2 separate regions of the Oryctolagus cuniculus genome follow, and region 2 is linked to region 1. The links are chromatin contacts, called in public Hi-C maps. All regions are on one chromosome and are shown on one strand. Each heading gives the region's core, a stretch centred on a gene start, on an enhancer-like site or on the middle of the called end of the contact. The rest is flanking DNA. Distances are from core to core; before and after follow the strand shown.

Region 1 (7,225 bases), core at 3,310-5,809:
TCACCATGTAGTCTTAGCCTCTCCAAGTGGTCTAACAAGTGAATTGGACATTTTACATAGTGGCTCAGGATGCCAAGAGACTAAGGAAAAGCTCTCTTGAAGACCAGGTCCCAACATAGCACAGAGTCAATGGCGCATCCAGGCTTTCTGCCCTCAGCTTCTCACAAAGTTGTGATCAAGTTTTCGGCAGGGCATACTGTCTCACTTGAGGCTCATTTGGGGAAGGATCTGTTTTTGGTGGCAGAATTTGGTTCTTTGGGCTTGTAGAACCCAGAACTTCAGCTTCTTGCTAGCTGTTGGTAGAGGTGGCCCTCAGTTTCTTAAATCTTTTATTATTTTCACTTGAAAGGCAAAGTGAACAAGAGAGATATGATATCTCACATCTGCTAGTTTATTCCCCAAATGTCCTTAACACCTGGGCTGGGCCAGGTTGAAGGAAGGAGCCCAGAACTACAACTAGGTCTCCTACCGCGACTGCCAAGGGCCCAAGCACTTGAGCCGTCATTCTCTGCCTCCCAGATGTACAGCAGCATGGGAACAGAGGTACCAGGACTCCAAGCAACACTCTGACATGGGACGTGTGCATCTCAGGCTGCAGCTTAGTCTGCTGCCCCACAACCTCCACTCCTGTTCTCAGCTTTTTAATACATGACTCTTTTTATATGGAAACTCAAACATGGTAGATTACATCACCAAATCTAGCATGGGAGAGGTAGGCATCACAATCTGTTGTGACACAGAGCCCACAGCATTGCACAGGGGAGTGAGAGATACTACCAAGATAACCACTCTAATCCTTTGTCACCCAACCACGGGTATCCCTTCACAGTCGAGAAGAAATCCCATGAGCACCACAAGGAAGCAAGAGGGCATGGAGTTCACCCTAACAGTCTGTCTGTCATGAACCTGTACATCAAAATAATGATTCTTGTAATTGGACATGTGTTAGGTTAGCTTTGTTTCCAGTTTCATTTGACTCTGATTAAATTTTACTTATTATGTGTTGATTACAGAAAGTGATCATTCCCTAAAATCCTAAGACCCACAGGGTCAATATTCAGAAAATTCCAACCTTTTAGGAAGTACTTTCATTTAAGTGTTGCCTTTTCATTAGGCACTGCCATATTCCCTTAAGAAGACAGACGCACATTTGCCTAACCCATTATATAATATGGTTAGTGCTGTATCTTTATCTAAATCCTATATGCCAGACTAGAGAGTGTTAGCTGGATAGAAAGTGGAGCAGTTGAACCAGCACTCATATGGGATGCTGACATCACAAGGGGTGGCTTAGCCCACTGTGCCACAAGCTGGCCTCCAAAATAACTGTTTGAAAGACTCATACTGGTACCTTTTCACCTATGTGGTATTGGCATAAGTGTCAGAGTTGGAGCCAAGGAGCCTCTTTGGTAACTCAGAACAATCTTCCCAGGAAGATAGATGCAAGGAGAGTTAACAAAGGAATGTCCTTGCTTCTCGAATTTGCTGGAATGGTATTCTGAAGCAAGCGCAGGCCATTCTAAGGCTACACTCCTGACACCTGACCTCCTTTTCCTGCCTGAGATTCTAGGAATAGGGTGTACCTGGCAGCTGCTGGCACTTTTACACTGGCCTCTTCTTTGCTAAAGCCAAGCTTTATGAAACAGGGTAACACGAGATCATGGGCCAGCTTCTGGCTGTTTGGAGGGGTTCCCTGGAGGTCTCCAGGAGTAAGAAGCTAGACCCATTCCTTTTCAGTCTGCATCTATGTTTAGCCTTTGTACAGAACAGTACTTGTTTCATTCCAAACTCTCTTGCTCTGCTCTAGTTACTCATTAAATGAAATAAAATAAGCACATGCTACTACTATTAAAAAATTCCTAACTCCTTGATTTTAAAATGATAGGCATCAAACTACGGTATTCAAAGTCTGAGCAGAGGTAATCCAGTAACTGAAGGGGTACAGGAGGGACCTTTCGTAGTTCTGCTTGAGTTTTGTTTTTGATCAAGATTCTAGTTATGTGAGTGTGTTCAATTTGTGAAATTTTTGCAAGTTGTACTCTTATAGTATATGTATGGTTTTTTATATGCTTTTTTGGTAAAACTTTTGAAATGGCAGTTATGTTTCTTAGTCTTGTTGCTACACAGTGAATTTTGCCTTTTTTCTAGCTTGGAAATTAAGTAACTACATGATTTACATTCATATTTCATCCCAAATTTATTTTATTACCTGGATTATAATATAGCTTAACCTACTTCATTTTGATACTTATATTTAATTCCTGACTTTAAATTTGGTTGTGATTTAGATGCTGTTGAATTACAAAGGTTTTAACCTATATAGCAGCTGCCCCCAATTCAGCACTGAGTTAACATTTAATTGTTAAATCTCTAAGATGTTTAATGGTAATAATGAAAACCATCAGACAGGAGACTGAACTTAGTAGGAGTAGGATTAAGAACATAGGAGGCCAGTGCCACGGCTCACTAGGCTAATCCTCTGCCTGTGGTGCTGGCGCCCCTGGTTCTAGTCCCGGTTGGGGCGCCGGTTCTGTCCCGGCTGCTCCTCTTCCAGTCTAGCTCTCTGCTGTGGCCCCGGAAGGCAATGGGGGATGGCCCAAGTGCTTGGGCCCTGCACCCACATGGGAGACCAGGAGGAAGCACCTGGCTTCAGATTGGGTAGCGGCCATTTCCGGGGTGAACCAACTGAAGGAAGACCTTTCTCTCTCTCTCTCTGTCTAATTCTGCCTGTCAAAAAAAAAAAAAAAAAAAACACCACTGGAGGAAGAGTTAGCTTTTCAAAAGAACAGACTTTTCTTCCTCTGAGCAAGAGGGAAAAGAGGAGAGGGCTAAATCTATATAGCAGCTGAATCCTAAGTTGGAGAAAAGTTAAGGATAGTTTGTATTTTTCTCGGAAGTAATGAAACAAGGTTCTGTACTAAGAACCAATGTGGAGATGGGGCTGGTAGTTCAAGGAAAAGGGAAACAGGAAATAGATTGACAACATAAACGTGGCTGAAGGTCAAAGGAACTGAAGATGCTTGCCGATACAAAGGCTCCCATTGCTGAGGAAGATAAGAAGAGGTAGGAAATAACTGGTACATTAGGAGAACAAAGACTGGAGGTCACACCCAGGACAAACTGCAGAGCTAATGGGATTGAGGACACAATGGAGGGAGAAGGGTGAGCAGCCAAGGGGACAGAGAGGGACACTCACAATGCAAAACTTGGGAGGTGGAGTAGCTTCACTCGATGACTAAGTGAAAGGTGCGGCTCCACCTCTGGGCTACTTGGACTGAGTGAAGTTGAAGACGACTGGGGAAGAAAAGGAGGGGAAGTTATGCAGTCAGGGTGCTGAAATCATTACTGATGAACAACATGAGGACGCACCGAGACTGACAAAGAGTTTCAGAAACACCACAGACAAGGAAGTACATGGGATCAATCTGATCACATTGTGTAGGTTAGATGTAAGATGACAGCGAGCAGCAAAACAGAATAGGATATCAGGAGTAGCAACAATTGCCAAGTTTTGACTGCTTTGGAAGGCCCTTTCTACTAAAAACTCCTGTTTCCCTGAGTCTTTCTAGTAAAAGCTCCCTGATCAGCAACTATGAGATCATAAGTGATCTGTTTATTCCATCTGAATCCTCAACATAATGAAGAACCTTTTAATTATCTATTAATTTGTAGGTATAATTTATCATGAAGCCATTGCAGCCCTCCTCGAGACAGCCATTCTTCCACAAAAGACCCCGGTCCTGATTGTCTTTCTTCACACACACACACACACACACACACAGCATCTTTGAAGTTTCTCATTTGCTTTGGCAAATGCACATTAACCAACGTGAGCCTTTAGGTCTATATTCCAGGTGGGGGTAGGAGGTTGAATCATGAAGAAATTGATTTTTACTTTTTTTTTTTCTTAACTGGGGAGTGCAACACGCAAAGAAACATCAGTTTCTTGGTAGGTCACCCTCTCTGGATTCTCTTATCACTCATACCCAAAGTCACTAACTTAAAAAAAAAAATTACACCGTGGCAACACTTATTTACATAAAACCTGGGCCGAAGCCGCCGCCGCCGCCACTGTCGCCACAATCTCGGCCACCGAGTCCTTCACTTTCCCCACGGGACTCTCGCGCTTCCCGGTCCCTCAGGGAGACACGCTGTCCCTCGCGGCCCCGGGTTCCTCAGGGAAGGCCCGGGACGGAGCCGCGAAGGGAAGCCGAGGGCGCCCTGGTGAGAAGCGAGGGCGGGAGGTGCGGGCGGGCAGCACCCGGGCTTCGGTTCATGACCCGTTATTCCACGGAAAAATGGAACATTCCGCTCCTTCCGCCCGCAAAGGGGAGGCGGGGGAACCCTTCGATCTCGTCTGGGAGAGGCGACGCGAGCGCAGCCGCCAGAATCCGGGACGCCGGGAGCAGCGTTACGGGAATCGCAGCCGCCCGGAGTCCCGCCCCCTCGTCGTGGAGCAGCCGCTGGGCCAATGCCTGGGGGTACCCGGACTCGTAAGGACCAATCAGAACCCGGGCCCCGACTCTGGGGGCGGGGCATGGAGGGGGCGCCGCGGGGCGGGGTTAGGGGGACGCAGCGCCCCGTCGCGGTAGAAGATCGGCGCGTCGCGTCCTGGGGAAGGGAGCCGCGAGCTGTCCGGCACCGGGGCCGACAGCCCAGAGGCCCGGGAAGTCGTCTTGCGGCCGGCTGAGTAGGGGGGCTGCCAGGCTCGCCCACCTGACGTCTTGGGTCTGGTCCGGCCTGGCGCCGACGGAGAGTCAGCCGTGGAGTCGCAGAAGAGCGAGGCGCCGCGGCCTGAGGTGAGGACGGGCCGGGACCGGGTGCAGGGCCGAGTAGCGGGCGGGCGCGGGCGCGGGCGGGCTCGGGCGGCGCGGACCGGCGAGCTGCGCTGGAGCGGGCCTCTTCCTTCCCCGGGAGAGGAGCGCCCGGCCGCGCGCGCACCCCGAGGTTGTCAGTCCCAGCCTGGAAATCCCCACATTCCTTCCCCTCTCTGCTTCCACCCCCTGATTGGACTTCTGCAACTTTGTCACCTCGATTCCCGAATCCCAAGTACAGACCTTCCGCCTGCCCTACGCACACCCTGTTAAGCTCCCTTCAAGACTGGACCCCTGCTTGGCGCCCCGACCTCGTTTCTTCCAGCCCCCTCTCCGCCGCCCTTTAAATTCCACGAGCCCCGCACTTGACTCCGAATCTCAGGCCGGAGGTTGATTCCCCTTCCTCGTGGCCGTCTTTTCATCCTCAAACTGTAATGCTTCAACACCGTTTGAAGTTCGCAGCGCTAGTAATCACGTTAACGAACGTTGCTTGTCTGCCTTTGAGGTCTTTTATCCACCCTTCCCGACATAGCGCTGTAGCCTAAGGAGAACAAATCCATGATCTTTTCATGTGTCTCCTGCTCCCCTAGGCTTAAAGGTTACTCCAAGACCAAGGTTCTGCTCTTCAGTGGGTGAACTGCATCTTATTCATAACCTCAACCCACCCCCAAAATTCACAGATCAGAAATGAGACTTGCCGTTTTTATTTATTTATTTATTTATTTTTTGCCTAAAGAAGGAAGCCGATTGTGATTTAATTTGTGTAGTTTTGGGCAGTTATACCGCTTTACAATAATTTATAACGCAGTTATACCGCTTTAAGATAATTTATTGGTAGAGTTCCAGGACAAATCTAAAAGATTGCGGTATTTGGTTTAGTCAGTGCTGTAAACAAACCCTTTAGACTGTGTGTGACTGCCAGCTTCAAGTTGGAGCAACTCTGGATTTGAAATTATTGACTCGGATAATCCTGCAAGTTAGTCACCATTATCTTCATTTCTTAAATTGAGGTTAATACCTATTGGGAAGTACAGATGAGAATATTACAAGAACCAACTTGATAGGAAGGTAAATTGGGAGTTCCAGCTGTTTCTCTTTAGCAATAATTTTGAACATTTGGTTTTAATTACAGGTGAAAGGGAAAGATTAGAAGGGAGTGTCAAAAATTGTAGTGAAAATTTTCTTTCAAGTCTGTATTATTGACAACAGTAGTTTAGTTTTCTCATTGGTAATTTGGAGCACTGTACTGCTGCCAGCCAATTTATTAGAGTATATTCTTACACAATTAATAGTGTTGTTCTCACGAATTGTTGTTTTTAGGTTTTTTCCCCCAATAGGATTTGCATAGCAGTTAAATATTAGAGTGAATGTTGATTATTACATTCCTGTGAAGTAGGGTTGACAACAGGTTAAGTAAAATTGATTGATAACAGTAAAATAAATGCCTATGTGACTCTGTATCCTATGTGCTTAATCATTTTGTCATACTGACACATTTCTCATAGAGATTCCAGTGCAACATTTGGTTTGGAAATTTAAGAGCTATATCCATAATCCCTCTACTATGGCAGGAAGGGTTCCCATCCCCCAAGCTGTTTCAGAGCTGCTCATTTTAATGGGAGTCAGAATTGCCTGGCCTTAGTACAGTTGCAGCTTGGCTCCTGGAGAAGCATGGAATGTTCTCATAGGCTTCACCGTTCGTGTGATTGCCAAGACAGTATGCTCAAAGTTGATGTTTCTGTTGGGCTTTCTTAGTCTATAGGATCCAGCTGAGCACTTACTACTTTAAGAACTCACAAAGATGCATGAGATGTCATCAAATCTAAACATAATTTGCACAAAATTGGATTGACTTAAAAATGAAAAATCACAGCTTTAAAGCAGTTTTAATTAGATGCTGAGTGATACTGACAATGCTAAAGGTATTTAGAGAGATTGTTGATGGATTGAAATGATCAAAGGAGGTACTAGAGGTCAGCTTTGAAATCTGAGTGAGATTTGGATAAAGGGAAAATGAAGAGTCCATTCATAATGTAGAATATATAGGGGTATAATATAGCAGAAGATACAGAACATGGTAGAGAACCAGCCGGTGGAAAGGGTCAGTAGTAACCAATACATGTTAATTATATAGCCAGGACATATTTAAAACTTACTTTGTGTCAGTCACTATTTTGAATACTTTGCCCATATTAATACATTTAATTCGTATAGCCTTTTAATGTGGCTCTTGCTGTCTTTCTTTTTAATGCTTTTTTTAAACACTTATTTATTTGAAAGAGTTACAGAGAGAGGTAGAGACAGAGAGAGAGGTCTTCCATCTGCTGGTTCACTCCCCAGATGGCCGCAACGGCCGGAGCTGCGCCAATCCGAAGCCAGGAGCTTCTTCCAGGTTTCTCACACAGATGCAG
Region 2 (7,225 bases), core at 1,215-3,714, 44 kb before region 1:
TAAGCTACACATGATGCTTACAGCAACTTTGTTATCCCCCAATCTGGGACTAACCCAAATGTCCCTCAATAAGGTAATAAATAAGCAAACTGTAATAATCCATACCATATAGGATTCAGCAATTAAAAGGCACAAAGCACAATTAGGATAAATAACCAGTGCATTATACAAGGGGGCAGAATCCATTTACCACATCATTTCTCATTTATATAATATTCTGAAAACTGCAAAACTATAAAGATGGAGAACAGATCAGTGCTTTCCAAGATAGAAGAGTAGGGGATGGCTTTGGATATAAAGGGATAGCCCAAGGGCATTTTTGGAGGAAGAAATATTCTACATGTTGATTTTGGTGCTGGTAACATGCATTTGTCAAAACTCGTGGAACTTGACACCAAAAAACATGGATTTCGCTAAATTTAAATTTTAAAATAAAATTTAAAACTTTTTTTTATTTGACAGAGTTATAGACAGTGAGAGAGAGAGAGACAGAGAGAAAGGTCTTCCTTCTGTTGGTTCACTCCCCAAGTGGCCGCCATGGCCGGCACTGTGCTGATCCGAATCCAAGAGCCAGGTGTTCCCTCCTGGTCTCCCATGTAGGTGCAAGGGTCCAAGTACATGAGCCATCCTCCAGTGCCTTCCCGGGCCACAGCAGAGAGCTGGACTGGAAGAGGAGCAACCGGGATTAGAACTTCTCACCCATATGGGATGCCAGCACGACAGGTGGAGGATTAACCAAGTGAGCCATGGTGCCGGCCCCTAAAACATTTTAAACCTCTCCATGAAAAAAAAAAAATAATAAACCTCTACATGGGTTTATGAAGGGGCAGTCTTTAGAGAGCCTGTACTTGGCTAATATTGGACAACCTAGTTATTCTAGAACCCAGAGAGCTTATATTGTAGACACTTGGGCCCCATCAATTTACCATTACTACTTCCCTGATTATCATCACAGCATTTGGATAGTTCCCACCACTAGAAGCACAAAAATAATTTGTTAGGATGAAGTGCGGTATAGACTTTAGTGTGTGACAGATCACAGGGCCTGGGCTACACAGTTTTCTTTTACTGTTTGCCAAACTGAAATCATCACATCAAGTGTGGTGACTGAAGAACTGACTTAAACATGAGTTGCACCTTATCTCTTCACCAGATTAACATTAATCAGCGTGACGTAGAAAGTATTTCCATCAGTGGGGATTATTGGGGTAAACCATGTCTAACAAAACATCATATTAAGGACTGGTTTTTTTAGAGATTTTTAAAAAAAAAAAAAACTTTTATTTAGTAAATATAAACTTCGAAAGCACAACTTTTGGATTATAGCGGCTTTTCCCCCCCATAACCTCCCTCCCACCCGCAACCATCCCATCTCGCACTCCCTCTCCCATCCCATTCTTCATCAAGATTCATTTTCAGTTAGCTTTATATACAGAAGATCAACTTGGTATATACTAAGTAAAGATTTCAACAGTTTGAACCCACACAGATACACAAAGTATAAAGTACTGTCTGAGTACTGGTTTTACCGTTAATTCGTTTGGTACAACACATTAAGGACAGAGATCCTACATGGGGAGCAAGTGTACAGTGACTCCTGTTGTTGATTTAACAACTGACACTCTTATTTATGATGTCAGTAATCACCCGAGGCTCTTGTCATGAGCTGCCAAGGCTATGGAAGCCTCTTGAGTTCACAAACTCTGGCCTTATTTAGACAAGGCCATAATCAAAGTGGCCTCCCTTCAGAGAAAGATACCTCCTTCTCTGATGGCCCATTCTTAAGGACTGATTTTTAAGATCAACCCCACATCAAATACCAAAACACCGCAGTTTTTAATGTGATAAATTTAATGGTTCTATCCAACTCCAGTATCGGTCATTTGGATTCTTTTCCTAAATTTCAATATGCATTTTACAGAAGAGAAAGCAAAGCATTTACTTAGCCAGGATCCAAAGTGAGTCAGAATATTTGAGAGTAAGCTCCTTAAGAATCACATAGCCGTTTATTTGTAAAAATTGACAACTATGGAAACCATGGAAGTCATGTGCAGATGCTTGTGTGTAGAACCCTTGTCATCAATGATGGATCTAACCATGTCCTCGATCTCATTTAAGCAAAACAAAACAAAGCCATAACCATGCTAGGACTGATCATCCACTCCAAACACTGTGGCTAAAATTCAAATAGGAACCCCCCAGATGTAAGAAGAAACGAAACACGAAGCCGGCAACGTTTGGATTGGAAGCTAACATGATTTGAAGCGAAGGACAAAGCAGACAAACCACCATGGCCTCCCCAGGCAGCAGAGGCAGCTCCCAGGTGCTGTTTGTGTCTGGCTGGTGTGTATCCTGTTTTCAGATTTGCGATCGTCTTTGGTCTGAAGCTACCCGGCAACACCGTTGCTCTGCCTTCTCATCACTTAGCAAAGCAACGCTAGGACTCTGTCTGAGACCTTCTGTTCACATTGCAATCTTTTTTTAGAGCTGCTGGTGCCTGAGAGGAAATGGAGCTACAAGTGTTTCCTTTCCACTCAGAGCTGGCACTTTTTTTTTTTTTTTTTTTTTTTTTTTTTTTTTTTTTTTTTTTTTTTGTAGTGGAGGAGGTAGCTGAGGGCTTGCAGTTTTCTCCCAACAGTATGAGATAGCACGGGGTTTCCCTCTAATCTGCTCTTGCAGTTTTTGTGTGATACATTATTTAGAACTTATATCCAGAACTCCAGGAAGCAGACTGGGTGCATTCTCGCCGTGCCGGATGGCTCAGCAGCCTTCTCAGATGTGGCTGCTCCACTGCACGCCACTGCTTCTGTCGCCACTGCCCTTCACCCCAGAAATATGTCAAAGCTAGAAAGTGCGCGGGAAGCTCATCATTCCACAGGCTCCCCCCCGCCCCAGAGGAGTGCACAAGAAGGAAAAAAGTAATCTGACCTTGTGTCAAGCTTAGAATGGTGACAGCAGTGCTCTTTCCCGCAAAAGCACCTTGAAGTGGGGAGGAACAGGCACACCCCAGGGCCCTAGGCACAGCCATTCTATTGATCTGAAACAAAAATAATGCTGAGGGATTTGAACAAATTTGATAGCGAACAAATGACTTTTCAGGAGCATTGCCATGTTTGGTGTAAAAATCTGAATTCTTTTGGCTGTCAATGGCAGACTATATTTTTTGAACTAGCTTAGGGGGAACAGGGCACCTACTGGTTCATAGAATCATAAAGTTCAGGGGCAAGGGTGATTGAAGCTTGAGACCCCTAGGACGCTTTTTGTCTCTGCCTCTTCCTTCTGCTTCTCTCTGCAAGTGGGCGATTTAGGGACCCTTACAGTAGTTTCACCATCGAAAGAGATAAAACATGCAAAACACACATGCATATGCACACACCCTCAAGCATATTTACAATCTTCAGGCTGCAGACTTCAGAAGATTCATGTTAGAGCCATAAGACACAGAGAAACAATCCCCCAAAGAGGGGAAGAGCATAGACGTGGCCCCTGGGGATACCATTCTGAGAAGACCAGATGCGTGTTTGCATAAAGGCTTCGTGCATTTCCAGGCATAAATCTTTACAGTTCCAAGAATATATTTATGTCAGCCTGCGAAGCACAGACATACATCGTATGTCACACATAGGCCCCAGAGGGCTTCAAATTTGATGTCCTGGGAAGAAAGAATTTATGGGTGAAGAATTGGCTTTGTTCACTGATGAGACATTTAGATGGATAGCAGGAGCTCAGGATCCTGTGCGACACAAGGCAATGCAAGAGAGCTAAACCCTCTGTTAGAGAAGATTATCAAGAATGTTGACATATGAGAAGAGAGAAGACAAAGGAAGGAATAAAGTGGAGAAAGGGAGAGGAGTTGGCATGAGCCTGGATATTCAAATTCCTACTAAGTGAGAAGGCCAAGGAATGCCCAAAAACTAGGAAAGACCCTTGTGATGTTAGCTTTGAACTTGTTGCTACAGAATTGGGTTGCTACAGAACAAATCCTATGGCAGAGACAGATCACAAAGACTGTTCTCTTTCTGGGCTCAAAATTAGATTATGTTTCCCAGCCTACCTTGCATCCAGGTATGGTCATGTGACCAGTTCTAGGCAATGAAATACGCACAACAATGATGTGTTCCTCCAGTAGGCTTAGCCAATGTATCCCCCATATTATCCTCTGCACGCTTCCTTCTCCCGCAGGCTGGTTACAGAGGATCAAGTGGAGGAGTCCATGACCCTAGGAGATGCTGGAGCCACTGGATGAGAGGAATTTCAGTCTGTGAAAATCTATATAGCTCAGGCCCTTTCCAACTCCCATGGAACTGTGTCATGAGTAAGAACCAATCCTTGTTGTTACTGCTGAGTTGTCACAATAGGGTTTGATACAGCAGTCAACTTATCCTAATAGAAACTTCTTCATTCCATCCCCTATCCAATCTTCAAAAAAGTCTACAAAGCATGCAAATAGCCCATAATGTTCTGTGACAACTCAAAGGAGGCTGAGATTCACATCTGAGTTAGCACGGCATGGGACAGAAACCACACTTAGAGAAAAGCAGCATGTTTTGTCATCTAAACCCCTTTGCAACAGTGGGAGTTCAGGGCCAGAGGAGACCATGGACTCTTAAGACATTTGCAGAAGTATCGGAAGGGGCTTTGACTTCTACAGAGGAGGGCAGGAGAGAGGTCTCAGGAAACCTTACCTGGATCTCAAGGGGGCAGCAAACCTGCAAATGACATATGGATTACATTTGGTTCAGAGCGCTAAGAGTGGAGAAGTTGTGATTCACATACCAACGATGGAGAGTTCAAACCTCTTGGGACAGGCCGGCGCCGCAGCTCAGTAGGCTAATCCTCCGCCTGAGGCGCCGGCACACCGGGTTCTAGTCCCGGTCGGGGCGCCAGATTCTGTCCCGGTTGCCCCTCTTCCAGGCCAGCTCTCTGCTGTGGCCAGGGAGTGCAGTGGAGGATGGCCCAGGTGCTTGGGCCCTGCACCCCATGGGAGACCAGGAGAAGCACCTGGCTCCTGCCTTCGATCAGCGTGGTGCGCTGGCCGCAGCGGCCATTGAAGGGTGAACCAACGGCAAAGGAAGACCTTTCTCTCTCTCTCTCTCTCTCTCTCACTGTCCACTCTGCCTGTCAAAAAAAAAAAAAAAAGCATCTTTCTTCCTGCAAAAAACATATGGCATTGATCATATTGGAGTGTGATGTGAGTTCTTACGAACATTTGAACACCAACAGCCAGGAAGATGATTTTTTTTTATGGGTAACATCTGCTTCCTTCTAGAAAACACACGAATCACTTTCCATGTGTTATATCTTAGACTGTGTTTGAAAGTAAAATCGCCTCCTTCCCTTTGGACCAGGCAGTGGCAATGTTAAGGAAATAGCCTTCCTGGCTGAACCTCAGCTGACCTGCCTACTGGAACCTTTCTTATCAGAGTTCCAGGAACAATCACTTTTGTTTTTTAAGAACAAGATATTGAAAGAGCCTAGTGATGTCCTTTTTCTGACTGCTTTGTATGAATCTGGCAGTTCTTCCCCCAACAGCTCAGCTCAACTCATAATTATACTTATTCTCACCACACCCTACCCTCCCTTGGCTATTAGAACCCCAGAATCCAAACTTCCATCTTCAGCTATTACTTAGCAGTTTTTAATAGTTTTGTGAAAATTGATGGTGAATATATACTTACCTCCTTTCCTTTACTTTTTTGTAAGCTTATTGGGGGACAGATTCAGGAAATATTTGTTAATTCTCTCTCTTGTTTTTCCCTTTAGTCTAAGAATGAGCCTTTGGAGTAATTGTTGTTTTTCAAATAATGCAAAGGCCAAAGAGTAAATTCTACATAATTTTCTAGGTGAGGCTACCGAAACCTAAATATCGAAGCTTATTTGCCATAAAGCAGACAAGCAGTTAGCAGCAGGCCACTTTGCCTCTGATTTTACTTCCATGTTGTGATATGTTGATAGTTTCTTACGACAACTCCATTTCTATACCAAATCATTACTCCCAACTTGTCATGACATTGCAAAGTAATTTGCCAGCTACACATCATCCCAAGAACAGAACTTGTAGTAATGGTAAATTACAGTAAATCCCTTGCAATTGCTCAAATATTCCACATGGCTTGGGTTAGCTCCCATGCTATTATGCACAATGTTACTTCCTCTCCTCTCTCCTATTTCGTGAGCTCATTTTTTTTACCTATCAACACCAAGTTCAAAGGCCACCTTCTCTTGGCACCCTTCCTTGTCTCCTCAGTCACTCTCTTCTCTGTACGCCTGGCTCATTATACTAACTTTATATTCCATGAAGCTGAATGCTTTCTCTTTTTTTTTTTTAAGATTTATTTATTTATTTGAAAGGCAGAGTTACAGAGGCGGGGTGGGGTGGGAGGGAGACAGAAAGAGAGATCTTCCATCCACTGTTTTGTTGTACCTGAGCAAGTCCAAACAAAGGAGCACCACACATTGATAAAATGTGGTGGTCCTTTACTGCCGGCGGTGGAGAGTGGGCTCATGCCCTAAAGAACTCTCAACCCCAAAGCCTAAAGCAACAGGGTTTATAAAGGCAAAAACCACAAAATTGGGAAGGGAATACGTGGTTACTGGTGTCAAGCTGACCTAAAACCTATGCAAAGCTAATATCAATTATAATCTTAACAATGCCAGTGACAATCTTAACAATGTCAATTATAATCTTGACATTAATCCAGGTATTGGCTTTAATCACATGTAAGACATAGACAAATTACATTTTTATTATGAACCCAGGTGCAGCCCATCCGCTTCCAAGCTTGGGCAATCATACTAGGGGGTTTCTATGCTCTGCCAAGTGTGATGCAGGTTGCCAGGTGTGATGTAGTGGACTGCTATTGTCTGAGAGTTTTAGATCTTAGCTTCACACCACAGTCTCACCGTGTGTGTGTGTGGGGGGGGGGGTTGTGTGCTTTCTCAAGATGTAGTCTCAGGTGCTCCAACATGGAGTCCCTACTGTCAAAGTGTTACTTCAGTTTCACTCTGCAAATGGCCACAATGCCCAGAGCTAGGCCTGTCCAAAGCCAGGAGCCGGGAGTTTCTTCTGGGTCTCCCACATGGGTGCAGGGGCCCAAGGACTTGGGCCATCTTCCACTGCTTTCCCAGGTGCATCAGCAAGGAGCTGGGTTGGAAGTAGAGCAGCCAGGACTCGAACCAGAGCCCATATGGATTGCCGCCACCTCAGGCAGCAGATTTACCTGCT

The links. A called contact is a pair of places that touch in the nucleus more often than the background predicts.
Region 2: a Hi-C map of an unstated tissue shows a contact between it and region 1, with 2.5 times the contacts expected there. The contact joins the enhancer-like site here to the promoter of IL6ST in region 1. A contact is called at or near these places in 2 of 6 Hi-C or Micro-C datasets (ear pinna and an unstated tissue).

The regions. Positions count from the first base shown.
Region 1 is chr14:76,742,273-76,749,497 of mOryCun1.1, reverse strand. IL6ST (interleukin 6 cytokine family signal transducer) reads left to right here and starts at 4,559. Exons shown (of 17, transcript XM_008262226.4): 1 at 4,559-4,799.
Region 2 is chr14:76,784,485-76,791,709 of mOryCun1.1, reverse strand. No RefSeq gene overlaps it. Among named protein-coding and RNA genes, the nearest start is that of IL6ST, 43 kb to the right of the region's middle. Within about 2 kb of position 2,464, at least 3 of the 8 cell types and tissues checked have an H3K27ac peak or open chromatin away from gene starts, as enhancers often do.